5 separate regions of the Mus musculus genome follow, and regions 2, 3, 4 and 5 are each linked to region 1. The links are chromatin contacts, called in public ChIA-PET, Hi-C and HiChIP or PLAC-seq maps. All regions are on one chromosome and are shown on one strand. Each heading gives the region's core, a stretch centred on a gene start, on an enhancer-like site or on the middle of the called end of the contact. The rest is flanking DNA. Distances are from core to core; before and after follow the strand shown.

What was found. A called contact is a pair of places that touch in the nucleus more often than the background predicts. ChIA-PET counts read pairs in DNA pulled down with a chosen protein or histone mark. HiChIP or PLAC-seq counts read pairs in DNA pulled down with a chosen protein or histone mark.
Region 2: an RNA polymerase II ChIA-PET map of memory CD8 T cells shows a contact between it and region 1, with 21 read pairs. The contact joins the enhancer-like site here to the promoter of Ube2n in region 1. A contact is called at or near these places in 3 of 39 promoter capture datasets (the C10 cell line, hippocampal neurons and pre-B cells), 4 of 115 datasets of contacts at active chromatin or transcription factors (astrocytes, large pre-B cells, memory CD8 T cells and 1 more) and 3 of 9 other capture datasets (adipose tissue, liver and macrophages).
Region 3: an H3K27ac HiChIP or PLAC-seq map of embryonic stem cells shows a contact between it and region 1, with 3 times the contacts expected there. The contact joins the enhancer-like site here to the promoter of Ube2n in region 1. A contact is called at or near these places in 4 of 39 promoter capture datasets (the 3T3-L1 cell line and embryonic stem cells), 7 of 115 datasets of contacts at active chromatin or transcription factors (acute myeloid leukemia, bone marrow-derived macrophages, embryonic forebrain and 3 more) and 2 of 9 other capture datasets (embryonic stem cells and macrophages).
Region 4: an H3K4me3 HiChIP or PLAC-seq map of bone marrow-derived macrophages shows a contact between it and region 1, with 4 times the contacts expected there. The contact joins the enhancer-like site here to the promoter of Ube2n in region 1. A contact is called at or near these places in 10 of 39 promoter capture datasets (the 3T3-L1 cell line, the SN4741 cell line, Sertoli cells and 6 more), 1 of 15 datasets of contacts at CTCF or cohesin (the NIH/3T3 cell line), 1 of 484 Hi-C or Micro-C datasets (bone marrow-derived macrophages), 19 of 115 datasets of contacts at active chromatin or transcription factors (the 230-238 cell line, the NIH/3T3 cell line, the SCID.adh cell line and 12 more) and 4 of 9 other capture datasets (adipose tissue, liver, macrophages and 1 more).
Region 5: a contact with region 1 is called in a Hi-C map of B cells, with 16 read pairs. The contact joins the enhancer-like site here to the promoter of Ube2n in region 1. A contact is called at or near these places in 14 of 39 promoter capture datasets (the 3T3-L1 cell line, 3T3-L1-derived adipocytes, the C10 cell line and 11 more), 3 of 15 datasets of contacts at CTCF or cohesin (embryonic stem cells, large pre-B cells and stem cell-derived epiblast-like cells), 2 of 484 Hi-C or Micro-C datasets (B cells and cortical neurons), 29 of 115 datasets of contacts at active chromatin or transcription factors (the 230-238 cell line, DN3 thymocytes, T-cell acute lymphoblastic leukemia and 18 more) and 4 of 9 other capture datasets (embryonic stem cells, liver, macrophages and 1 more).

What each region holds. Positions count from the first base shown.
Region 1 is chr10:95,513,874-95,516,438 of GRCm38.p6, reverse strand. It overlaps Ube2n (ubiquitin-conjugating enzyme E2N), which reads right to left and starts at 1,277. Exons shown (of 4, transcript NM_080560.3): 1 at 1,202-1,277. The coding sequence starts at 1,231. Gm46239 (a long non-coding RNA gene) reads left to right here and starts at 2,183. Exons shown (of 2, transcript XR_001779843.2): 1 at 2,183-2,239.
Region 2 is chr10:94,828,261-94,830,825 of GRCm38.p6, reverse strand. The region is part of intron 20 of Plxnc1 (plexin C1); the gene reads left to right. Among named protein-coding and RNA genes, the nearest start is that of Plxnc1, 120 kb to the left of the region's middle. Within about 2 kb of position 1,280, at least 232 of the 459 cell types and tissues checked have an H3K27ac peak or open chromatin away from gene starts, as enhancers often do. A contact at or near this core is called in adipose tissue, astrocytes, liver and 2 more, where this site is marked.
Region 3 is chr10:96,103,534-96,106,098 of GRCm38.p6, reverse strand. No RefSeq gene overlaps it. Among named protein-coding and RNA genes, the nearest start is that of Gm40746, 76 kb to the left of the region's middle. Within about 2 kb of position 1,293, at least 2 of the 459 cell types and tissues checked have an H3K27ac peak or open chromatin away from gene starts, as enhancers often do.
Region 4 is chr10:96,033,915-96,036,479 of GRCm38.p6, reverse strand. All of the region lies in intron 22 of Eea1 (early endosome antigen 1), which reads right to left. Among named protein-coding and RNA genes, the nearest start is that of Eea1, 95 kb to the right of the region's middle. Within about 2 kb of position 1,294, at least 9 of the 459 cell types and tissues checked have an H3K27ac peak or open chromatin away from gene starts, as enhancers often do. A contact at or near this core is called in bone marrow-derived macrophages, where this site is marked.
Region 5 is chr10:94,991,047-94,993,611 of GRCm38.p6, reverse strand. No RefSeq gene overlaps it. Among named protein-coding and RNA genes, the nearest start is that of Gm40744, 31 kb to the right of the region's middle. Within about 2 kb of position 1,276, at least 114 of the 459 cell types and tissues checked have an H3K27ac peak or open chromatin away from gene starts, as enhancers often do. A contact at or near this core is called in 3T3-L1-derived adipocytes, B cells, T-cell acute lymphoblastic leukemia and 6 more, where this site is marked.

The DNA.
Region 1 (2,565 bases), core at 28-2,527:
AATTCAAGCACCTTTCTGTCAATGACACCCCAGCCTCACAGACATTTGTGACTGCCTGAAGAACTACAGTGTCTCACACCCTTCAAAGAGGCCCTCCACTTACTTTGTACAAATCTCCCCTAAAACTTTGGAAGAGTGGAACAATGCTATAAATATATGTTCAGTGGATTACAGCAAGCAAAGTGAAGCTTCAATTTGAGCACTTAGCTGGCAAACTGGGCAGTGCAAGATTTTTTTAACCAATTTCCTACATTAAAAAAAAAAACAGATGCCAAAAAATGTTAAAAATTTAGTTTTCTTGGGTTATAACACTATGAAGACTTAATGGTGTTATGTAAAGATTTTAGGAAATCAAGATACGAGGTTTATACCCCCGTGGTTCCTTATGTATTTATCAAAATTCAGTATCCCTAAAGAGCCCCAGGGCCGCTCAAATAAGGCGCACAAAAGCTGAGAGGCAAACTGTTTCACAGATCATCCCCATAACCGAGGCCCTTGAGGCCCTTGCCTCGGAGAAGAGAACAGTCTCCAAAGAGTTAGCCAGCCGAAGTACAATCACAGCGCTACCCAGCAGAAACACCGGGAAGCGAACGCGGAAGCCAGGGCAACCGGGCGGCCAGCCCCGGACGTCGCTAGGAGGTGCGGGGCAGCCAGGACCAACCTGTGCTGTCGCCGGCAGAACCCCGTGGCCCTCCCGGAGCGGCCTCTCCCGGCCCGCGGCCCCGCCCGGCTCTCGGGGTCGGTCCATTCATTCCGCACCCGGGACTGCCGCAGCCCCGAGCCCCTGCGGAGGAAGAGAAGGGAGCTCCGGGGCAGAGCGGCCGGCCACGGGCCACCACCCGCGCCCAGAGTCCAGGCCACGCCGCGATTCCCGCCCCGCGGAGGAACAGAAGCCGCCGAGGCCCGCACCGGTCCCGCGCCAGAGCCCGAAGCCCGCAGCCCCGCCCTCTCCCGGGCAGCCGCCAGGGCCTCCCCGGCCGCGGCCGCACCGCCCGGGCGTCCCGCTTGTCCGGCGTTCAGAGGCGGCCGGAAGTCTCCCCGGCGCCCCCTCCTCAGCGCCCGACTTCCTCGCCGCCGAGGCCGGACCCTTCTCCGCGATGCCTTAGAGAGGCCTCTCGGAGGCTGCGGAGGGAAGCGGACGGCCGCGCGGCCCGGCGCGCCGGAGCAGAGCCAGTGGCCCGAAGCCCGCCTGGGCGGTTACCTTGATGATCCTGCGGGGCAGCCCGGCCATCTTGTCAGATCCCGAGTTCGGCCTCTGCTCTTGTCTCCGGCTCCGCTCTCCTCACGCTCGAGTGGAAGTCCCGGGCTCCACTTCCGGGGAACGTCGCCGCGCCCGCCTGTCGCTACCTCCGCCGAGGCCCCTCGGGAAATGTAGTCCCTGCTAGGACGCGGGCTTCCGACAGCCTTCCCTCCGACCTGGTGGCCCCCTCCCCCGCGCTCCCCGCCCCAACCCCAGCCGGGGGTGGCGGAAGTGACGCTCCGCGGCGGGGCAGGGACTTGGGGGGAGGCGGCGCGAGGCGGCGCCGAGCTTCTTGGCCCGTGGCAGAATCGGCAACACTGGGCGGCCGGCGTCCACGAGCGAGCGCTGTACGTGCGACCACGCCTGCGTCGGGGGGCGACGTAACAAAGGCCCGGCCCCCGACGCAGCCCATTCATTCATTCGTTCCGTTTGTTCATTCAGCGTGTCCGCAGTGCGCGTGGCGGGCTGGCGCTGCAGCGGTTCCCTGCGGACAGGGCAGGCGGGTCGCGCGCTCCTCCTCGGTGGCGAACAGGCCGGAAGTCAATACCAAAGCTTCTAACTGGGAATAACGCTGCTTGCCAAGGACCACACACACACCCGCGACAAAAAAAATTTTTTCTAAACGTTTAAATTTCACATAAAAAAGGGGGCCTCTCTGGCGCTCCCCAAAAGAGAGTTCGGAACAAGGGAGGAGGCAAAAGGCACGGCCTCTAAACGCCTGGATCCTGCAGGATATTTAATCTTTGTGGTTGTTGGTTTTCCTGAGAAAGGGCTCCCTATGTAACCAAGTCTGGCCTGGTGCTCTCTATTCTGTACGCACCGAGCTGACTTGGAACTCGTGATTCTCCTGCCTCTGCCCCCTGAGTAGAGCTAGGCTTGTGCCACCACTTAAGGTTGAGCCTAGCAATCGAGATTTACGTGCTAACTAGAAGAAGGATCTGATTAGAGTGTAAGGGTCCATGCATGATTCGCTGAAGAATGATACCCCAGACCCAAACGGTATGTAAACGCAGAGAGGGCTTTATTCTGCAGAAGTCCAGCTTGCTAGGGTCTCTCATTCCAAGATGGAGACCTGGAAGTGAGCTCACAGTTCAGATTTAAAGCACATTAGGGGTGTGGTGGGGACATGAGTGGCTGAAAACTGTTGCTGAGGAAGTCTGGAAACTACTGCTGACCCACTGTCCTTGCTTCAGGCCAGGTGGTGGGGCAGCTTCTGAGGCCTGGACTTGCCTAGTTCTTAGAAACAGGGATTTAGGCCTCGTCTTCTGAATTGCCAATTTGAAGTCAGCCTAGCCTTCTCAAGGGGATAGAAAAGCCTGTAATCC
Region 2 (2,565 bases), core at 31-2,530, 690 kb after region 1:
TGGCATATGGTTGAATTTCATTGAACCTTCAAATCTTTCAGAGTCCAAACTTTCTATGAGCATTGGAGCCCAGGGCTGGGTCTGGAGTTAAGACGGCTCCATCGCTTCTTGGCATGTTACCTGTGGAGTTAACAAAAGATGAATATCATTGGGCTGTTTTGAAGCCCAGATGAGCAGGAGTACACCATTTGCTCGGCACTGAGTAAGAACCCCATAAATATTGGCCATTATTATAAAATATTAAAATGAAAATCAGGGTGTTTCTGTTGAACATGGTCTTTGTTCATCGCTCTGAGGCCCTGGGATGGAGGGAGGTTCTTATCCATCTTTAACTTCACCAGCCGTCCAGATTCCAGCAAAACGGCATAATTGTGTATTTGCAGCTTGCTTCAAAATCTAATTAAACCCTGAATAAGATACACTGCTATGCCACAGGTTTTAACAGGGCTGCTTAAGCTGAGATCCACAAGCAGCACTTTAAATTAGACTGTGCCTAGTTTAATGTTTAATGCAATCTTAAGAGTAGATACGCAACATTTAAAAAAAATTTTTTTAACTGACTTTTCCCACTCCCAAGGCAATGGCCGTTTATTAAGATTAATGAAATCTGCCTCCTTTTCTGTTTACTTGGTATATATCATCTGCTCTGGGGATGTGTCAAGTGGTTATTTCTGGAGAGAGCTGCCTTTGGGCCTCCCTGAGGCTGGGTGGGTGGCCACTGCTGAACACAGGTGCTAGACCCTCTCCCAGGTTCCCAGGTCTTAATCCTCAGCTGACCCTAAGCCAAAAGCCCTAGAATGGCATCCACCAGTCTCTTCTCTAAAAACTCTGTGGCTAATGTGTACAATGCTCAGAGGAAACAGAAAGCAAACACGCACCCTGAGGTTTTGTTTAAAACCAGTAAGCTTGCTTGCTATCTGCGTCCATTCCCCAGCGCCCCAACCCACCCAGCTGCCTGAGTCCCCCGGGTTAGCGTGTTCACTGTGGACACTGTATCATTTTGTTGCTTGTGTGTTTCTGGCTTGGTGTCCATTCACTGGTAAGTCTACTGGTTTGAAATTCACTCCCAGCTCTTCCCTACCAGGAACTCGCAGGAGCTGCTTTTAGGCATGAAAGGGGAGAAGTGTTCAGAAAAATCTGGGCTCCAAGCCCAAGCGGCCCCCTTGAGCAAAGCATTCTGGGTCAAGATTTCTTCTCTGTGCTGATTCAAGAGTGTGTGGAACACTCGGTGGTGAGGGGGGAGAGCGGCACGGTGCCCAAGAGGAAGTGGCAGCCAGCCAGTCCTGGGCGGGACTTTCACTTTCAGTGGAAGAATCCCTCCAGTTATCAAGGGGCTTGGGGGGCCTCCTCTTGCCCTGCTCATTGATGCTAAGCAGGTAGCAACCTTCAGGTGAGCTCCCTTCCCAGACTCCAAGGCCTGGTAGGGACAGATATGACAGTTGACATCTATTAAGCACTGCTGTTGGCTATACATCAGACATCAGGCCAAGAGCTTGGATTATCTTTTCTCATTTAACCCTTAATGGTCTGCAGAGGTAAGTACATTTATGGCTGTTTTGCCTATGGGGGCTCAAGACAGACAGAATAGATGTGATTCTGTAGGTCCGAGGGTAGCGAGGATGGTGCCAGCCTCTGAATGAGCTGATAGTCAGCTCTGGTCTGTCATCTAAAGAGAGAAGACATGTCCCCCAACAGATGAGACATACAATTCCTTGTGTTAGTTGACGACAAAGAAATCTTGTGGCCTGGTGGTTTCCTAGGCTAGTCAGTGTCTCTAGAAAGGTTTTTCAACCTGCCTCTGCTACCGAAATCTAGGTTGAGTAGGTATCTATGTGGCACAGGGTAGGGGACAGGCACCTAAGTTCTTAGGGAGATCCTTAAAAGATGCTGGAGGTGACTCGATAGGGCTAGAACTGAGGGCCCGAGGGGCAGTGTGAAGCCATATGTCACCAGCTCCATTTGGGGAATGCTGGAAAATCCTAACTAGAGAGCCCTTGAGCCAGTGGCTGTTCCTCTGCCCAGCCCTGGGGGTCCTGGCTGGCCTCTGCGTCAACCAATGTGGCCAACCCAGTCCCCACACAAGGGCCCTTGGTGTGTCTCTGCCATGTGTAAGAAAGGCAGAAGTGAGGTTCTTAGGTTTGTGGTCAGGCCCTTTCCCAAGGGGGTGGACGGAAAGCAGATCTCGGTGAGATAATGAACCATGAAATAAAGGAAGTTTCGTATGAGAACGAAATGTCAGGTACTGGTCCCCCTTGCCCCACCTTGGAAACTTCTGAACATCCCCCTCTCTGTCCCGCATCAGGAAGAGGCTACTCGCTACTGTCCCGCATCAGGAAGAGGCTACTCGCTACTTGGGGAGTTGTCAGCAGAGGGGAGAGAAGCAAAGAGAGGCAGGGAGGAAGTGGACCAGGAGAGGTAGAGGGTGGCAGGAGACCAAGGGAGGGACCTGTGCTTGGAGGAAGTACAAAGGCAGAGACAGGGGTGAGCGGAGAGGTTAGGGGAGGCCCCAAAGGGTTGTCGGTAACCCTCCTGTTCACAGGAAATCAGACAGAGAGCCAGAGGGAT
Region 3 (2,565 bases), core at 44-2,543, 590 kb before region 1:
CCTTTAGTCCCAGCACTCAGAAGGCAGAGGCAGGCGAATCTCTGAGTTTGGGGATAGCCTGGTCTACAGAGCGAGTTCCAGGACTGCCAGGGCAACATAGAAAAACCCCATGTCAAAACAAAATAACAACAAAAATTAAAAAAACAAAACTCAAAAAACAGATCTGTTAGTGAGGCAGTAAGGGAAATTAGCTTGATATTTGTACATTGGGCTTCAACACTTCGAAGTCTAATAGCTTGCAAGAAGTAGTGCCATAAAGGTCCTGCCCTAACAACTGTGGAAACATGAACATGGTCCTCGCTGTGTGTCTTTGAATGGGGGACTGGGCGACATTACATAGTCATTGATGTTCATGTAAATCTCAGAGGGTTTTTATGCACGGGGCAGGCACTGCCTTTACACATCCTGACTGATCACTCCTAGTCTCCTTTTGACAAATGCTCGCAGTAGAATAACTGAGAGCCATGGAAGTCAGATAAACATACTAAGCTACACCTCTGTCACTGATTAGTTGAACTATGTACTTGACCTTTTAAAACTAATAATATATCTATACAGAAAAATATTAGTGTTACCATCTTGGGCTTACTGAGGGACACTGCCTAAAATATAGTATATGCTAAATGAAGTGCTTTTATGATGGTTTAAGGCTTATTTTTGGTTTGGATTTGTTTGTTTGTCTGTTTGCGAGCACATGTGGGTAAGTGAACATGGTACAGGTCCCCTTGGTCACCAGCAGAGGGCATCAGATCCCTGTGAGCTGGAGTTAGAAGCCTTGGTAAACTGACAGATGTGGGCACTGGGAACCAAATTCTGTTCTCTACAAGAGCAATGAAGTTTCTGAATCCCGGAGCCCTCCCCAGCTCCCCTGCAGCTTTTGTAAGATACCTTTTACAGGATTCTAAGGGGCAGTTAAAAACACCAAAAAAGTTGCTGGCATCTCCACTTGTTCAGATCACCTACCAAACTGGAAACATGTTAGAACAGTATGAATTCACAGCATTTCAATACAAGTCATATTCATAAGAGCAAAGCTACAACGAGTTACTTGAACCACAATAGTCTCTCCAGGCAAGCAGGGACACTATCATATAACAGTAATCTGGCCGTCCAATGGCAACATCAGAAATCAACAAAGGAAAGGAAACCAAGCAGAAAGTCTTTCCTATGTGAAACTAAACTGCTGCTATTTTCTTTTCTGAAGACACAGGCTATATCTAATGTAAGCTGGGGACTAGCATGACAGGTAGAGAGACACTGCTGGGGACAGGAGATAAGGGTACTTTGTATCTGGTGACAAAGTAGGCTGATATGACAGATGCAAGCTAAAGGAGATCCTGTCTTAGTTAGGGCTTCTATTGCTATCATAGAATACCATGACCAAAAGCAGCATCCGAAGGAAAGATTGCTTACCGACTTGCTTCCTGTGCTAGCTCGCCCTGCTTTTCTTAGAGCACCCAGGATTACCAGCTCAGGTGTTGACACCATGCACAGCGAGCTGGACCCTCTCACATCAATCACCAACCAAGAGAATGTACCATGGGTCAACCTGGTGGGAGGACTTTCTCAATTGAGGTTCTCAGTTCCTAAATGACTCTAGCTCATGTCAGGCTGATATGAAACTATCCAGGACAGATCAGAAGCCCAAATCATTTCCCCCAAAAAGCATTTCTGAGTTCTGAGACTGTGGGAGACAAGGGCAGTCTGAAAAGACAATGAAAACTCCCTGTCTCGTATTCAAAATGCCACTAGAGGGCGTGTTTTGTAATAAACATATTATCTTTCAGATAGCTGACAAAAGGGATAGACTGAATTTAGGCAGGGAACTGTACATGCAGATACATACAGGATTGAGGTTGATAGTCCTCCAACCAAGCTTCCAAAACGGGAAAGGGCAAGAACATACAATGTGCATGACATCACAAAATCAGAAAAAAATAAAAGAAAAAGTTTTAACATGGAGTTAGAATTTACATAAAAATTTGTAAATTCTAGGCGTACAATAGAAATAATTGGATATTTAACCTTAAAACCCATCAGATAAGACTGACAGTATACTAGAGGTCAAAGACAGAATTAGGAAAATCAAAGACAGGCCAATGAAAATTTCCAAGCTAAAGCCCTGAAGTTCAAGAGGGTGGCGCTGGAAATACAGAGCAAAGGTCACAGACACATGGACCACTGGTGTGGAGTCGGTAGAGAAGAGAGAATGAAGCTGGAACAATGTCAATAACAGACAATCACAAAGTGCCAAGTGCTGCTTTCCCTTCATTAACAATATCTGTAATTCATAATTTATATTAAAATTTAATGCTGAGGCAGAATAATGACAGGTTCTGGGTTAGAATGGACTACATACTGAGACCCAGTGTCTTAGGGTTTCTGTTGCTGTGAAGGGACACCCTGACAATGGCAACTCTTATAAGGAAAGCATTTAGCTGGGGCTAGCTTATCATTCAGAGGTTTAGTTCATTATTGCCATGGCACGAAGCATAGCAGTGTGCAGGAGACATAGTGCTGGAGAAGAAGAGAAGAGTTTTATATGTGGATCAGCAGCTAGAGGAA
Region 4 (2,565 bases), core at 45-2,544, 520 kb before region 1:
CAATGGTGAGGACAGGCGCTGGTGGGAATGATACAAACCTACATTGTAGCCTACACCATACCTGGGCTATCTGGTATAGCTAATGCCCTCAGGCTACAAACTTATACAGTAAATCCAAGTAGTAAATACTGTAGGCAGGTACAACACTAGGATGAATATGTATGTACATGAGCTTGGATAAATGTAGAAATAATCAGAAAAAGATACTAGGCAATAGGACCTTTTCAGCACAATTAGGATCTTAAGAGGCTAAAGCTGCTGGGCCTGGTGGCCTACACCTCTAATCCCAGCATTCTTGAGCCAGAGGCATGTGTCTCTCTGTGAGTTGGCTGTCAGCCTGGTCTACATAGCACATTACAAGTCAGCCCAAGCTGTTTAGTGAGATCTTGTATCAGGAGAGGGTTGATGGGGAAAAAGGAAGGGAGCAAGTGAGGAAAGATAATGCTGAAGGTTTCCTAGAAATAATCTAAAACCATTTATTGAGTACTTATCTACTTATAATAGGAAGGGCTATCAGGTAAGTAACAACTATATGAAATATATCTAGAGAATGCATATATGGTTGGAGAAAAGATCAGTGGAAAAATGAAAGAAAACAATTTAAAAAGAAATAAAATTGAATGTTACATATGTACACACATTTTCTAGGATCAATGTCCCCTGGCCTGGTAAACACCTTGATAAACAAGACAGAGTTTTCTTATAGGATATATTTCATAGCTGTTAATATCATTCATTCAATAAATTTAGCCTTATATGCAACTCTGTATTCTGACCAGCTATAGGCCCATCCTCTGAGCTTCCTGTCTCAGTGGTACAAGTGATGTAAGTCAATATCATAGCTACTGACGGCTCTAAGTCTCTTGTGTGGTGGTGAACACTGTCATGCTAATACACTTTGAATGACTATGGAAGCAACCTTTGGTTGTGTTGTGAAGGAGTTTCTAGACTAGGATAATTCAGGCAGAGAGACCCACCCTAAATGTGGACTGCACTACTCCATGGTCTGGGGTCCTGGAATGAAGGAACAGAAGGGAGGCAGGGCAGATCACTCAGGTCTGTCTCTACAGATACCATGTGACCTGTGGCCTTGAGCTCTACTGTCACAGCTTCCAGTCATGGTAGACATGGTATTCTCACTGTGAGTAAACAACAAACAAACAAACAACGCTTCCTTCTTCAAGGAGCTTCTGTCAGATGTTTTGTCACAACAATGAGGAAGATGACTAATACACGTGGGGTCAGTTCCTATCATAGTTACTGTCTGCTCTAAGGCTCAGACATTTGAGGATCTGAAGTAGTGGAAAGGGCTACGTTTCTGCCTGTTAGTTACATTTGGGGATATGGTCCTAGGGAAAGGGAACTGACACCATCAGCTACGAAGGCTGAGGATCTGCAGGGAGTGAGAACTCGTTCAGCAGACCTAAGAGAGGCCCCAATTCTTACTGCAGGCGCATTTCCCCTGACAAGGAGCCAGGTAATGCAAGCCAGGGAAGGACCTCTGCCAGTCAGGACTGCACAGAACACATACTTGTTCTCTGCTACTCAGGCAGCCGGTATTAAGTCAGTACCCTGCATAAAATGGTCCTTATCACAGAAGAGTGGCATGTGCAGCAGAAACTGTACAGGGCAGCTGAGCAAATGCGCACCACCAAATACACAAGAAACCGATGTAAGACCTTTGTAAAATGCGTGACATGGCAACTGGCCTAGATGTCACCAAGATAACTTTTAAAAAATTCTTTTAACAATAAAATGTACTGTCCTGGGTGTGTGTGGGGGGAGGGGGTGGTAATAGGTTAGTGTTGAGTACTTGCCTGGCATGCATAAGACCCTGAGTTTGATCTCAGCACTGAAATAAACATGTTTCAAAAACTACTGTATAAATCTACTGCAACCATAATTGTGTAATAGAGGTTCTGGTTCAACAGGCTTGCTAAAACCAAGAAAGCAGTAGTACCCCCTAAGAAATGCTGTAAGAACCACCAAAGTGTTACTGCTTTATAAGATTTTAAATGCATGGACTCTAGAATTTTAAATGTACAAAGTCCATTAATTTATTAGTTCTTTAAAGACCAGATGAAGTCTTCATGACAATGTCAAGGGACAATGCTGTGCCCTGTGTTTGGACATCTACTTACACACTCCCAAACTGTACTACTGTGCATGCCTCGCTCACTCAGCACTGCTTACCAGGGATGCTCCCCTGGTCCACCTCTTTTCCTATCTTTATCTTAGCCACACACATGGCAATAGGCGAATCATTGAGTAGATCAATTACCAGCCCTGACACGATTATAAAATTCTAAAATCCCTGTGGTTCCAATTATTTTTATTAAACAAGCCTTCCCATACTCCTTTCAAACAAAGCCTTTATATTAGCTCTTACTTTTTCTGATGTCTGATAAAATAGCATAAAAGTACTGGGATGAGAAGAGTTAGGCTTAATTCTGTATAACCCCACAATTTTCACTTCACTTCAGAAATACATTTATATTATGAATTTGAATTGAATAGTGAATTCCACTTCTATTTTTCTGGACAAATAATAGCATAGATTATAGC
Region 5 (2,565 bases), core at 27-2,526, 520 kb after region 1:
CCACAAGCCTTTGTGTCACCAAGTAGCCCTAATAAATTCACTGGCTCACCACAGTAGAATTGTTCCTTTGGTCTGCCGTGGATGTCCTATCTGGGTCAATAGACATTTCTTCATGTCTCCCCAGAACACACTAATTCTTAATTTCACCTGTTCTTAAAGGCCCAGACCCAGAATCATCCCTTTGTAACACCTCTCAGCCAGCAGCCTTCCTCCTTGGTCTCTAAGGTCCTTCCTGCATCCTTGGTACCTGCATCCTGATACCTGCTCGGCAAGCACTGAGAAACAGCTGCAGCACCCAGATGGGCATCTTGTTTTTAGAGCGTGTTAAGCCTCACAGGCAATGAGTGATGTGAATTCAACATGCAAAATGGCTGGTGCTCAGCCCAGGAGTGTGGTGCAAAGCTGGAAACAGAGTCTAGCCACACTCTGCCTCTGGCTTCACCTAGAGAAGGGCTATGCGGAGAGCAAAAACTCGCAACTTCCTTTGTTAAGTTTGCAACCCAAGAGGGAGGGGAGGCAGAAAAGAGTCCTGGCTGAGGTTCAGGTAAGGCTTGTTGTCATCCCCACCCCCACCCCATTCTGCCTCTCCTCTCTGGCTGTCATCTCAGGCATAGCTCACTCTTATCCCTACAAATATCTCTTCAGTTATCTCCTTTCCCACAAGTTACTTCACCCAAACCAGCAAGCCAGCCCGCTTTCCCAAGCCAGGTCCCTGGCATCCAGAATGTGCCTAATAAAAACACATGTTGTAAAACTAAATGAATGAATGAATGACTTTTTTTCATGCAAAGAAGAACGAGCAAATCAAATGGGGGAGGGGCCGGAGGCTCCCAGATTTTAAAAGAATGTATTGCATTGATAGATTAGATTTTCTCTCTCTCTCTCTCTCTCTCTCTCTCTCTCTCTCTCTCTCTCTCTCTCTCTCTCTCTCTCTGTGTGTGTGTGTGTGTGTGTGTGTGTGTGTGTGTGTATGAAGCCCGGCAGGACTCTCCATTCCGAACAAGCTTTCTTTAACTGGTTTCTCAGTGGGGTAACCTCTCATTTCCCAGGAGCACCAAGAAAGGCAAATCAATATTCACTTAAGATAGCAATGTGCCCTAGAACCACAGGGGCCAAAGGGGTAGAACATCTCAAGACCGCGTCCAAGGTCAAACATAAGTGTGTCCGGAATTATCTCAGTGTAATGAGCCAGCTGGCCCCTGGTGCTTCACAAGACGGCTGGGTAAAGATTCGGGCTGGCCTCAGGCCTTGGCCCAGCAGGGAGCTGAGACGGGGGAAGGGCGCCCTCTGCCGAGGGTGAAGAAAAATACAACCTGGCAGTTGGTGAGCCCTATGCCTAGATTTCACTTCTAGAGGGCCATTTAAAACAAAAAACAAAAAAAACCTCAACCAGAGATCAAGCCAAGGAGCTGTTCCTCACAAGCCCTCTCTTAGCCCCTTCCCTTCAGCCCGGTGGCTAATTGCAGTCCTTGATCCCAAGGAGACAGTGTCCCCCCACTCCTGAGGCCTTCGTTTCTAAGAAAAAGACGGCCGATTATTACTTTTTTTGTTCCCTATTACCTTCCTCATCTTGGGCTCTAGAGCTCCGGAGCTAGGGGTCTTGGTCCTGAGAAAGATCTCAGACACTTTTGAGTAGGAGGGAACTCAGACACACCCTAAAGCCACACACACACACACACACACACACACACACACACACACACACACACACGTCAGTTGCCTGTCTATAAAACTGCGAGGCTGTATTCGACAGTCGGGAGGTTCCAACTCTCGTGGTGCCTGCCTGGTGTCCTATTTTAGACCCAGAATGCGTCCGTCCGCAGAGAGAGAACAGCGGCTAATGAGGGATCGTGAACCAACAGAAACAATGGCTGGGGACCACCTAAGCACTTTCCTCCCCCAGGGAAGGTAGAAATGGCTTTCTAAGGACCTGCGTCTCTTTATTGAATCTTGAGTGACACCTAGTGGTCCACCCGCCTCACCGTTGCCGAGGCTTCTGCTCAGAGGAGCTTTAAGTAAACTGGAGCTCATCTTTGCCTTCAAAGACCTGGGGAATCAAAGACAGCCTCGCTGAAGGTTTCTAGCACTTCCCCGCAAGCATTGTCCTACGTGATTCCGAAAGAAACGCTCTTATCTGGAGAGCTTGCTCAACTGGCACATCGTTCTAGCAGCGAATGTGTTAAGCTAGACGCTCTCCTAGGTACTGGGAACACAGATGTCCCAGTCTAGGCTCCTGCTCTCTAGAAACAGCCTAGGTTGGTGCAGAAAATGGACCCGGGTTTGGGGGAGTGTTTTATTTAAAAAACACCATAGTCCACTGGAAAAATGGAGTGTGTGTGTGTGATTTGTGGATGGAGGAGAGCAGTCACCACTTGAGCTGGGTCCTGGAGGTCAAGTAGCGTGACAGAATAAAAGTGGATTGACAGCCCACAATGTACACATCCTTCCACTCCGTTGTTCAAACAATGAACTTGAGGGCTGCTGGGAAGAGAATCTGTGGGTGTGGTTAAGATCCCCGGGTCTGCCAATCTTAAAAATCTAAAGCTTGTCCAAGGCAGGCCTCGC